Linked DNA regions of Ovis aries: region 2 is linked to region 1. Evidence: chromatin contacts called from public Hi-C data. All regions are on one chromosome and are shown on one strand. Each heading gives the region's core, a stretch centred on a gene start, on an enhancer-like site or on the middle of the called end of the contact. The rest is flanking DNA. Distances are from core to core; before and after follow the strand shown. Region 1 holds the start of PSMA3 (proteasome 20S subunit alpha 3). Region 2 holds the start of TIMM9 (translocase of inner mitochondrial membrane 9).

What was found. Hi-C and Micro-C count contacts between places; a contact is called where the count stands out from the background.
Region 2: a contact with region 1 is called in a Hi-C map of liver, with 2.0 times the contacts expected there. The contact joins the promoter of TIMM9 here to the promoter of PSMA3 in region 1. A contact is called at or near these places in 2 of 16 Hi-C or Micro-C datasets (liver and skin fibroblasts).

Annotation. Positions count from the first base shown.
Region 1 is chr7:68,603,088-68,606,398 of ARS-UI_Ramb_v3.0, forward strand. It overlaps PSMA3 (proteasome 20S subunit alpha 3), which reads left to right and starts at 1,658. Exons shown (of 10, transcript XM_060418102.1): 1 at 1,658-1,740. The coding sequence starts at 1,720. The region is part of intron 6 of ARMH4 (armadillo like helical domain containing 4); the gene reads right to left.
Region 2 is chr7:68,747,547-68,750,857 of ARS-UI_Ramb_v3.0, forward strand. It overlaps TIMM9 (translocase of inner mitochondrial membrane 9), which reads right to left and starts at 1,547. Exons shown (of 6, transcript XM_012181726.5): 1 at 1,418-1,547. KIAA0586 (KIAA0586 ortholog) reads left to right here and starts at 2,083. Exons shown (of 31, transcript XM_060418106.1): 1 at 2,083-2,187; 2 at 2,688-2,969. The coding sequence starts at 2,714.

The DNA.
Region 1 (3,311 bases), core at 408-2,907:
TGTGGTGATCTCATAGTATAAAGCCCAAAGGGAAGAGAAAAATTAGAAAATCACCATTTGGAAACCATCATCATAAGAATCATCAGATACTATAATTAGCGGGTAAAAGGTGGAGGAATAGCAGGATATTTACATAGTCTCCAGGTATTTCTGCATAAGATGTTTATAAATTACAAAGGGCAAAAGTGAAACTACAGTGGAGAAATCTAAAGCAAGTGATCAAAGTTAACATCATCACTAGTGGAACAAATTGACACAATGTGCCTCCTAACATAAGGTTCTAATATGAATAGAAGGTTACTTTTGTCATATTCCTGACAAAACTGCATTTATCCAAATTGAATCATGAAAAAACATCATACAAACCTAAACTGAGGAATATCTTATAAAGCAAATGTTTTTTGTCAATAGTGTTAATGCCATGAAATCTAAAGAAATATTAAGAAAGTGTTTCCAGATTAAAGGAGACTAGAGACATGACAACTGAATACAACATGTGATCTTGGATTTTCTTTGGCTGTGAAGGGCATTATTGAGGGATTTGCCAAAATCTGTAAACAAAGTCTGCAGATTAAAAAAAAAAAAAAGGAATGGTACTTTTCTATTTTCACAGTTACAGTGTGGATATTTAAAATGATGTTCTTTTGGGGGAAATACACACGGAAGTATTTAGCAGTTTAAAAAATGCTGACAGCTTTCCATTTAAAATCAGATTAAAATTCGAACTATTATGAAATCTGATTCCATATCCACCTCTCTGATTTCATTTCCTGTCACTCTCTCCCGCTTAAGGCCATACTGACCTGACAGTTCCTATAAGCCAAGCTTATACTGAGATAACAATCCCAAATTTCCATTTAAGTATCACCCATTCGGAAAGTCATTCCTTAAATAACAGGTTTAAAGTTCAAACGTCCATTGTCTCTCTCTCTTTTTTTTTTTACCAAAAGGTGCAACTATTTGCCCATTTACTCCCTGTTGCTTGTTTCTTCCCATTGAGTGTAAAGGATGAGGTGCCGTCCCTTTCATCGTTTCATCAGCAGGATGTAACTTGAGTATTTGGGACATACAGAGTTCAACAAATAATATTTAATCAAGCTTATCCTCAATTCTACTAGAGTTATACAAAGGGTACTAATCCTGTAAAATTCCGACCTAAGCCCAGAGGTGATACCCTTAGAATGCAAGAATACAACTTTCTTCCTTCTTGTTAGAATAGGTGGATGATAGGGTTGCTTCAACATATTGGGTTAGAACCAGGCCGCCAATGGTGGAGGGAGACCTCTCCCTTACCGTTTTCTCTGGCCTTTGTAAGGGTATGAGAACATCTCTCCGTTTTGCTTTAAAAAAAAAAAATAAGGAAGCGAAAGAGAAGGATAAAAGATAAATAATAATTCTAGGAAAAGGACTGGCGGAGCTTCTCAAGCAACCAGAAGACAGAACGAATCTACGAACTCAAACCGAAGACGAAACAACCAAGAGCCTACCTAACCCCGGTGAGATTGCTTTTGCACATGCGCGTTACTTGCCGGGTGCATTTCCCGCCCCCTCCTTTCCCACAATCCTCTGTTCCGTGGACCAACGCTCCAGGAACGAGCTACAGAAAAGACTATTGGTTGAAAGAATAGTCAATGAGAGAGCTTGTTACTAGTCTCTTACTGTGGTGCTGGGGGATCGCTTTAGGCCTGAAGCCATAAGCGTCCTAGTGATTTTGGCACCATGAGCTCAATCGGCACCGGGGTGAGTTCTTTGTTTCTCTGTGTGATAGGCTAAGGATTAGCGTGGAAGGGAACGCAGACAGACCGCGGTGGGTGCGCGGACTCGGGGTCCTCTGGGACTGCCTGGGGGCAGGTGGGCCGCTTCCAGTTGTGCAGTGCCGGACGGTCTAGGCCCGCGCCTGCGGTGACCGTGACTTGACGCTTCTCAGCTCAGGTGTAGCGGGCTTGGCCGCGCAGCAGTGAGATTTGGAGCCTCTTTAAAAGGTTGCTGAGTCACTTTCTTTAGCCACTTAGGGAAACCGAAAGTGGAAACTCTTGAGGCCTGAAATGGTGTGTGTGCACGCGCTGTGAAGGACTTGGGCAACAATTAAGCTCTTGAGCACCACTGAGGCAAGGAGGCTTAAGAGTCCAAAGTTTGTGACGCCGCTTTCCAAGAACCTCTCCCCGCCTCCCCACCCTTGCGGTTCCTGGGATGCTGCTGACTCCCGGGGATTCTCTGCCTTAGCTTCGAGGTTACCGATGGACCTCTCTGTATGAGTCCCTGAAACCTTCTGAGAACTGACAAGGAAAATTGTCTAAAAAGCGGAATCTGAAGAATCTTTTACATTTTTCCGTTGTCCCAGCTTTTCTCCTAGAGGAATAACAACAGTGTGAGGTCTCGGCACCGTAAGCGTTTAAATGATTAGCTACGGACTTAACCGCTTCTTTGAACAGACTGTCCAGGATTTTGGAGTTAGATTTGTTAACTTGTTCGGCCTACTAACTTTCCTTTGTTAAACGTACTGCATATATACAGTCTTCAGCTTGTTCCTTTTATGTATTTCCCCATATAGAAAACATAGTGTTTAGAAATATTTATTCATTGGTTCCACTAGAGGCATTGGGTAATGGGTTTCTCAGTTCATCTACTCCCATTGTGCATTAGATTTTGATTCTCACCATTAGGCCCAAATACTGGTTTTCCGAGTTAGATAATAGACAATTTATACTAAGGTTGTCATACTGTTTTTGGATTAGTTGATGCTCATTGACTTTGCAACTACATTAATATTACCCTGGATTAATAGTGTTCTGAAGGGTTCTACAAACATTTTAAAAATATTTGGTAATATAAATAGGTGATAAATTTTGAGTATTACGGTGGTAAAGATCTTCGTTCGGCAGACCAACAGACCAATTACCCTAGATTAATAGTGTTCTGAAAGGTTATACAAACCCTTTAAAAATGTTTGATAATATAAATAGGTGAGATGTTTTGGTATTAATGCTGGTAGAGTTAAAGATCTTCCTTTAACAGACCAACAAGCTGAGAGGCAAGAAACACCACTATTGAAGACTTAACGCTTGTCTTGTCCCAAGAACTCCAGATGGGAAGACCTGTCTTGACATTTCTCTCCACTTGATTATTTGATAGGCATTTCAAATGACACGTCCAGAGTAGATCTCTGAGTTTTCTTCTTCTGTTGCCATTTTGCATCTCCTACAATTTACATTTCAGTGAATGGTTCAATTTTAGTTGCTTAAATGAAAAAAAAAAATCTATGGTGCACTTCTGAGTTCTTTTTTACTGTATTCCTAAAGCCAATCCATTAG
Region 2 (3,311 bases), core at 297-2,796, 140 kb after region 1:
CACTGGGAGATCTGTCAGTCACCACCTTAACCAGTGTGCTACCACTTATGTGGTATTCTTGCCAGAAATGTTTGATGAGACTCTGATCATGAGAGAATAATTAGGAACATCCACAGTGTAGGACAATGTATAAGATGACTGGTCTTTTCTAAAAATTAAAGTTATAAAGGAAAAGGAGTAGAAAGAGTTGTTCTAGAATACAAGACTAAAGAGTTGTGAATTTTGGATCATGAATCAAAAAAAAAAGCACTTTTGAGTTAAAAATAAAGGCTTCTGGGGATAATCAGAGAAATCTGAATGTTATTTTCTTAGGTGTGATAATCATATGGCGGCTATGTAAAAGTATGTTCTTAAGGAGATACATACTGAAGAAAATAGGGTTAAAAGTCATGATGTCTGCAACTTTTAAGTGGTTCAGAAAAAAAAAATGTCTGAAAAAGAAACCAAATAAGTAAAATGTTAACAACAAAAAGAAATGAAAGAAACCAGTCTTGTGAGCCATTTTTTTGGTCCAGGGCTGTCCTTTATTTGATAGCTCAGCTATCTAAACCAATCTGCACTAACTTGCTATGTTGATATAAAATAGGACTTTACGACATGTCCCTTTACATTATTTGCAGCAGGTTTAGGAAATTGTGCCTGATTAACCTTAGAGAGTAGAGGGCAAAGGTCACTTTTTCTTTCACAGTTAAGTTTCATTTAGAAAATAAGGGTGATAAATCATCTCCAAAGTCTCTTACAACTCTGACACTGTCATTATATGTTTTAATTCACATAAGTTATAAAACAAATTGTGAACAGGTACTACCTAAAAGCCTAATAAAAGAAATACAACTAAAGTTAACAGAAACTCATCAAGATTTAAAAGGTTCTCTAAAGCTGAGCTCTTACTGTCTTTTAATTATAGGATTTCTTCTATCAAAATAGACAGTTGAGTTGTAAAAATAAAAAATTTCATTTAACTTTTACATCAGATTACATTTTAACATCTTTTAGTAATGCGTAAAGGGAAACGTTTAAGCAATCCATCCTCGAAAATTAGCAGATCAGATAAGGTGTGTTGGCCCTGGTATTCTCTCTAGACAGCATTTTTCAGTTAAAGGAGGGTCTCCTGCTTGTCAGCTCAAGGTCAAGGCGTGGGTGCCTTTCAGTCTAACTCACTATCCCAAAACAAGACTCCGATTCCCCAGATCTGAAGATGGCTTAGAGCCTCGAATTCCGACTCTCGTCCAGTGACACGGTTCCGAGGGAAGTCCCAAACCCGCTCTCGGTACGCGCTGCCCGGTTCCACAGCCCCCAACAGCCCCAAGTACAAGAGGCGGCCTCCTTCAGAGACCCTGCCACCTTTCCCCGAGCGTTGCCGGCCGCCACCCGCCTGGAAACCCGGGATTCAGTGGACAGAGAAAAGAGACCATACTTAAGGATAGACTCTCGCATCCGACACCATAAAAGGCTGGGGGGCTACGTTGCCAGTCGACTCGCGAGGGGTAGGGGGCGGAGGGTCTGGGTCAGGGCGGGCGCCTCAGTCGCTCGATGAAAGAGAACACGTGGGAATGGCGATGTCAAATGGTTCTTATACCCTTCGCCGCCGATTCGTTATAATGTCAGAAACGCTAGAGGAAAGAGTAGGTATCATAAATGAATTGTTAAGTACCATGACAATTATTTTTTTACTCTCTTCTTAGACAAAATTCTATAATTCTGACTTTCTCGCCAATATCAACTCGAATCTGTCGAAGCTTTTTGTAAAACTAATTTACTTAATCCCGCGTCCCTAACGGTCTCCGGGAGCATTACTGTAAACAGTCCCTAATAACAACAATGGTGTATAACCAGCTAGGTCGGGAGTTCTTCAGGTCCTGGATGAGACTCGGAGGTTATTCAGTGTTTTAAGTCTTGTGGGGCAATGTACTACTGCCTTTAATAAAACAAAAATTTCACACCCGTTTTAAGTGTTTCACGCCGGCAGTTTGTTTCCACCCGGAGAGTGATGGAGAAGCACCCGACAGTGTTTAGCTTTTTGGTTGGAGGAGTTGGACGATTTCATGGCGCGCATGCGTGTTGTGTTTGAAGGGCGGGTTTAAAGGGAAGTAGGTGTTGACCAGCGGGCAACTGAACTTGTTGTCAGATTAGACCTGTGATTCCGCAGATACCGGGCTTTCGGGAGACACGGAAGGGTGAATTTAGGTGTCTGATGATTGCTTCTGAAGGGGTGTGTAAGACTCGTTGGTTAAAGGAAGCTATTAAGCTTCTTATGTAGGTGATTTTGGGGAAAAAAAGTAGCATTTCGTTTTGCCTGCTTGACTTCCTCTCAAATTTTAACTCCCATCCGCATCTGGTTTCCTTTGTACTGCCTTCTCTCCGGGAGTACTCTAGGGGAGTGCTCTGTGTTATTGTTATTATTACTTATGTGGCCGTTCTCTTGTCCTCCTCACTTTGAGATTTATTGGCGTGGTGCATTAATAGACTGAATGGAATTAATGGGTAAATATGGGATTGATGGGTAAATAAATCCTCGGTCAAATACCAAATTGAAATTTCTAGCTTTGCGGATAGTCTGTTTAGGCATTGTTTTATGTAAAAGTTGATGCTTGCATGTTTCAAAATCACGTGAAATTCACGTTTTCTTCATCATACTCCTCCCTCATTTTTCCTCCCCTACCCCCGGCCCCACTAAATCCTCATAGAGGTGAAAATTTTGTTTTGAAGTTATATGGACCCAGAAGAAAATTCTGTTCAGAACTGTGGGACTAGGTTTGTTACCAGTAATATGAAAGGCTCAGAGTTTTGCCTGGAAAAGAAAAAAAAGGTTAAAGTACCAGCGAGGAGACTTCGTGAGATAGTTTCTCCAAATCAGGGAGATAATTTGGCTTTGCTGAAAGATGAATTGTCCCGCGTTCCTCCAGCGTTGTCTGCAAATAAACGTCTTCCTGTTAGAACTGGGAAGAGCCTGAATGGAACGTTATGTGGTATGTGATTCCAAATAGTTTCAACCAGTTTTCGATTTTGTAAATCTTTAGTCTTTATTTTCATTTCGTTGTGTGTGTGTGTGTTTCAAAACCTAGAGGATTTTTAATGTTTAAATTCCTAAATACAAGATATTTCTCGCTTGTACAGTCGTTAGAAGAGTGACCCCTTTTCCTGGGAAAATGGCCAGGCAGGAACAGTCTACATCGAATCATATTCAATAGATGGAATGAATAAAACGTTTCATTTTTTTTTTCTTTGCGTGTTTTTTTGGCACACTATTCTTGTTCATATCTGTGATGGACACATTTAATTAGTGTGATGTGCTTTTCACCAGTAGGGGC